Linked DNA regions of Mus musculus: region 2 is linked to region 1. A link is a contact called in public HiChIP or PLAC-seq data. All regions are on one chromosome and are shown on one strand. Each heading gives the region's core, a stretch centred on a gene start, on an enhancer-like site or on the middle of the called end of the contact. The rest is flanking DNA. Distances are from core to core; before and after follow the strand shown. Region 1 overlaps Gm33370 (predicted gene, 33370). Region 2 overlaps Bmp2k (BMP2 inducible kinase).

The links. HiChIP or PLAC-seq counts read pairs in DNA pulled down with a chosen protein or histone mark.
Region 2: an H3K27ac HiChIP or PLAC-seq map of the HPC-7 cell line shows a contact between it and region 1, with 7 times the contacts expected there. The contact joins two enhancer-like sites. A contact is called at or near these places in 2 of 39 promoter capture datasets (the C10 cell line and the HPC-7 cell line), 3 of 15 datasets of contacts at CTCF or cohesin (CD8 T cells, the G1E-ER4 cell line and large pre-B cells), 45 of 484 Hi-C or Micro-C datasets (the 63-12 cell line, B cells, the Ba/F3 cell line and 26 more), 20 of 115 datasets of contacts at active chromatin or transcription factors (CD8 T cells, DN3 thymocytes, the HPC-7 cell line and 14 more) and 1 of 9 other capture datasets (bone marrow-derived macrophages).

Annotation. Positions count from the first base shown.
Region 1 is chr5:96,910,437-96,913,136 of GRCm38.p6, forward strand. It overlaps Gm33370 (predicted gene, 33370), which reads right to left. Exons shown (of 3, transcript NR_168888.1): 2 at 526-691; 3 at 1-113. Among named protein-coding and RNA genes, the nearest start is that of Gm24623, 4.2 kb to the left of the region's middle. Within about 2 kb of position 1,320, at least 168 of the 459 cell types and tissues checked have an H3K27ac peak or open chromatin away from gene starts, as enhancers often do. A contact at or near this core is called in the G1E-ER4 cell line and the HPC-7 cell line, where this site is marked.
Region 2 is chr5:97,013,539-97,016,238 of GRCm38.p6, forward strand. The region is part of intron 1 of Bmp2k (BMP2 inducible kinase); the gene reads left to right. Among named protein-coding and RNA genes, the nearest start is that of Bmp2k, 17 kb to the left of the region's middle. Within about 2 kb of position 1,348, at least 10 of the 459 cell types and tissues checked have an H3K27ac peak or open chromatin away from gene starts, as enhancers often do. A contact at or near this core is called in the G1E-ER4 cell line and the HPC-7 cell line, where this site is marked.

The DNA.
Region 1 (2,700 bases), core at 70-2,569:
ATATAAAAAAGGGCCCTGAGAGGTGGAGTTGTTGATTGTTGGTTGGTTGGTTGGTTGGTTGGTTGGTTGTTGGTTGTTAATGGTTGTTGTTGATTACAGTTTGATAAGTAGTCCTGTGCAAAAAGAAGAAACAAGAAGAAATCACATATCTTGACAGCAAAGATCAAACTTGCTCCCAGAAACTCAAGACCCCTGTTAGCAGGAACAGTCCCACCTATTAATGATAACACCCCCTTTTCCTTTCTATCCTTTTTTTTCTCCTATCTAGTGTTAGGGGGTTAAAAGGACAGAAAACAGATGGAGAAGGGTGGAAGAAAGAATAATCCACAAAGTAGCTAAAGCCTTGCTGCATCACTTAACTACATCAAGTTGTTAATTAATAATAGCAGTAATACTTACATTTGATTATTGGTAAGGTAGTTCCCTCCAATATTGCTATGGTCTTAAATAATAGCTTACGGCCACCCCCTCATATGGTCAAAGGATTCCACTTCTGAGATTCTGAGAAGACTAGTAGAACTGTACCTTACAGGGTCCTCTGTTTGCTTCTCTGTGCTGACTCTCTTCACTCAGAGCTCTTCCATTCCAGGCAGGCTTTGTTCACTTAGACTCTTTTCCAGGTTTTGGGGGTTGCTCTTTAATTCTGAGCATTTAGCTACTATCTCTCGCTGCAAAGGTTGGCAAGAGAATTCTGGCAAGTGGAGCAGATGTAAATAGAAGTGAGCTGAAAGTTTGTTCAGGACAATACCATAGATCCATCATCTCTCTACTCTACGGGGCTTCTTAGGCAAGATGGAGGGGGGGGGGGCTTAGAGCATGAGCTCTGGAGAACAATCACTGAATTCATTTCTTACACCTGTTCTGTTTTGGCCCTTTAACCTTGGGATTAAATTATATTTTTCCATAAAGTACTGGGAACAAATATACTAAGTGTTACCTATAAACGTTAACCAGAACTATATTGAGACATCTACAACAGTGTTCTCTCACATTTGAATGGCTGCCCTTCAAGGCAATGTTTGAACCTGTGCAAAATACAATAGAATATTCCTGGGATGATTGCAACAGGACAAAGGACCTTTCATGGTATTTCAACAGAAATAAATGGAGACTTGGCTACCCGCTAGACCATGCGTATGTGGCCTGTGGCTGGTTCTGAGCCCCTCACGGCTTTCACTTTGTCCCTGCCCACAGTCTTCAGCGGCCCCGTAGCTTTGATGCTTCCCTCCTCCCGGTTTGTAGTTCACTGTCATCAGCAGCCCGGTTTCCTGTCTTGTCATTGTCCAGCTGCTTGTCTGGCACCGCTAACTCCTTCCTCTTCCTCTCCAGAGGATGTCGACATTTCCAGTACAGACGGGCAACGCCACCAGCTCTTCTGGCTGCAGCTCTTCCTTCTTTAAACCTCCTTTGAAGCCTCGTGAGTTTCCTGTAATGACTGCGTCTCTGTTTTGGCTATTTTAGTACTTATGTGGCTTTTGATTTTGATCTGGATTCACATCTTCTAGCCAAAACCCATCTCCAACAAGTAGTTTGGGGTTTTGCTGGAAGGTAATTTGAATTTGTTTACAAGATCACCAACTCCCAATTTAGATGTCCTAAGACTTCTGAAGGGGAGTGGCCTTCCCAGAGTGCCTTGCCCTCATTATCACTAAGCTATGTTATTAGGCAGGGATGGGCTGTTTTGTTTGTGAGCTAATCCTGCTTCTTATAATTCTCAGTGCTCACTGCTGAATCAGGAGAAGCAGGGAAGTCACTTCAGCAGAACTGAAGAATTAAACACACACACACACACACACACACCACACACACCACACACACACACACACACACACACACACACCACACACACACACACACACACACACACACACACACACACACACACGCTGGTGCACGTATACCAACCACATAGAGCACAGGGCTATTTCATCATAATCATCTGACATCTTTTCTGCAGGAAGTCACAAATACAAAATAGATATGAACAAAAATAACTCAGTTGTCGTAACAGATGAGGAATGATCTCTGTCTTCTCCCTCCTTCCCCTCCTCCCGCTCCTCCCCCTCCTCTCTGTCCTCCTGTCTCTCCCCTTTCTCTTCCTCCTTCTCTCCTACCTCCTTTCCCTCTTCCATCTCTTCCTACTTCTCTCTGTGTGTCTTGATCTCTCTGGTCTCTCCCCTTCTTGTCCTTCTTCTCTGTTATCATTATTCATATGAATAATACAAAAAAAATCTCCCAGATATTTCTCTGTCTACTCTCAATGATTAGGGCCCCACAAGTGTTTGTTCTTTGAACCTTTCTTCCCCTGAGCAACTTTTGTGCTCCAGGTGCTCAGGAAAGAGATCAGATAGGTCCCTGGCACCCAGAACCTTCTAATTGGGTGGTGGTCATTTTTCACTACTGGGTGCTGGAAACTTTCTTTTAAGAAAAAGCCAGTGCATCTCAAGATTCCATGAGAAGAACACGAGGCAGGAGAAGACGGGGCTTATCCTGTGCCCCATCTCGAGGTTTCCTAAGAGGCCAGATGCAGTACAGAGCTGCTTCCTTCCTATTTCTGTTGCTCAGAACTCACAGCCAAACACTAAAACCCAGCAAATCAGTTGCCTTCCCACCATGCAGAGACTTTCCCTTGGCCGCTTGTTTTCATCAAATAAGAAGGTTCCTCTTACCTAACAGGGTTTCTTGTGCCCTGTCAGCCAC
Region 2 (2,700 bases), core at 98-2,597, 100 kb after region 1:
GATCCCGGGTGTGGGTCCAGGTGTGCTGAGATCCCGGGTGTGGGTCTAGGTGTGCTGAGATCCTGGGTGTGGGTCCAAGTGTGCTGAGATCCCTGGTGTGAGCCACAGACTCAGTTTGTCTTTCTCCCTTTAAAATTCATTCAGTGAAGTTTTCTTCAGTTAGGTCCTGAAACTCCATAAGCTTAATAGCATATGCTCATATTGTGAATGAAATAACCTTTCATCATTAAAAAAAAAAATCATGTTGATTATTCTGATCTTTGAGATATCATAATTTGCCCTTGGTTGGTTGTGTAGTCTTACTTTAAGGCCTAAGAATCAAAGATAAAATGAAAGTCCCTATGTAGGAATGTCTTGTCTGGATGTTTTTAATGGGCTAGTCTCTCTAAAGGTGACTCATGTTAGTAAAGAAAAATTTTAAGTCACAAAATGTGAAATTATATCACTTGGTGGAAGGAAACAAAGGAAAATGGGGTGCCTTCTAGAAACCCAACCCGTTTCAGTCTCTCAGCTTTGTTGTATGGATTCTTTAATGTCACAGGATGGCTCAGGAAGTAACTTCTAGATTATAGGAATAACTTTGTAAACTTAGTTTTATTTTCTTTGTCACATGTTACCTTCCTATCCTCTCTTAACCCAGTCTCTGGCCACCATTCTTTTTGTCTCTGAATTGGACTCTGATAGGAGTTTCAATAATTGAAACTCTGCTGTACTTGTCTGTCTGTAGTGGGCTTCTTTCACTTGATTGTGTTAAGACACATGGAAGGGTAAAACCTAACAACTATGCCATGGTACTTATGAGAAAGAGCACAAAAGAGTGGACAAAGCAAAGTGCGTGGGCTTTACCAGCGCTAAGTCTTTGTGAAAGCGGATGCCGTGCTTGCCGGGAAGGAAGGTAGGAGGATCAGGGGCTGAAGGCCGCTCCGGCTACATAGACACTGCTTCAGACTCATAGAGATCCACCTCTTCCTTCTGTCCGAGTGCTGGCATTAAAGGTGTGTGCCACCTCACAGGTTATGGGAATAGTTTATAAATGTCGTAGTCGTAGACACCTGCACCAGTGAAAATGACTTGCTTTGTTTCCTTTCTTGATTACTTTCTATGTCATAAAATAAGTTGTTTGATTCTGGAAAGAATTTGCAAAAGCTGACCATGTTCCTTCCCAAGGGTGACTAAACCTGCTACTTAAGAAGTTTTAGGGAAGTCACAGTGAATTCTCTTACCCAGAAACCTTCACAGAATTTCACTGGACTTATTATTTAAAAGCATATGTGACTAATTGGTCTTTTAGGTAAAATGCCTGCCTTAAGCCAACCACACATCGTTAAGATCCATGCCGCTAAGTTGAGTGATAATTTATGCTTGGGTACTCAGTGCTTTGATGACAACGTACTCTGTGCTTGTGACACTGGCTCTGTCCAACATGTTAATTGTTGAATTTTATTTTATTTTAGAAGTACTGGGACTCAAATTCAGCACACACACGTTAGGTAACGAGTGCCCTTCCCAGCTGTTTCCTAGTCCTGTCTGAAAAGTTAACTAACTCTAATCAAACTGTTTCTATAAACTGTGCTCACACAGCTAAGAGATGGCAGTGGTATTATCACGGCTTTATGCTGGAACATTTGCAGAAATCTTCTAGTTGCCTAGAGAATTTCCCCATCCATTGTGACCCCCAGCCCCATCCACCCAGAAGTTGTTCTATTGCTCTTGGCCTTCTGGGGAAGATTGTCAGCCTAGCAGGGTCACACTGTTGCTGCCTGCCTCTCCCAGCAGCTCTCGGATGTTAGAAGCATCTCAGGTGGAGGCGAGCTCTCTTGCTCACCTCTCCTCTCTGTACAGTAGTGTTGTCTGGCTTGAGTGTCCCCTTCTTGCTCCTGTTGTGACAACTGCAGTGAGTCCAGAGCACAGCTCCCCGCTGTGCCTGGAAGACAGCTTTCCTAAGTTATCCTCCACCTTGGCTCCTATGGTCTTCCTGCCCCCTCTCCCACAGTGATCCTAGCCTTGGGATGAAGAGTATGATAACAGATGGTCCAGTTAGGGCTGAGCACTCTGCATTCTCTCATCCTGTGCATGCTGACCTGTTGGGAGTCTCTGCTGATTGCCATTTTCTGAGTGAAGAAACTTCTCGGGTGAGAGATGGGCAAAGCACTGATGTGGGGTTTCAGCCATAAGTTATTACAATACTGTGTCAGCTTATCAGAATGATGATAGCAGATTCTCCACGGCCCATGACCTACCTAGCCACAGGCTCATTAATAGGAATGGGTTCTAGCTTCTGGAGTGGCCTTAAATCCAGTCAGAAAGAGGTTAGTTACTCCCGGAAGATAGCCAAGGCCAAAGGACTGGCGAGAAGCTGGAAATGTGGTGGAAGGAAACAGGGGAAATGGGTATACTTGTTGGATACCTTTCGGAAACCTACCCCATCTTCTTTTCCTCTTTTTTTCTGTGCTGGGCTGGATTCCAGCGCTTTGTACATGGACCTTAACCTTTAAAAGCAGTTGAAGAGACGGTTTAAGGATGGGGAGAAACACGTGGAACGGGAGTGTTGAAAAGGCAGTTGGTTACATATTCCAATCCATTTCTATATGAGCTAGCATCTCCTTTTGAGATTGTGTTTTAATCACAGCGTTTCTCCCTTCTCTTCTCTCCCTCCAGAGCCTCCCATATGCCCCTGCTCACTTCCCTTAAGCCTCATGG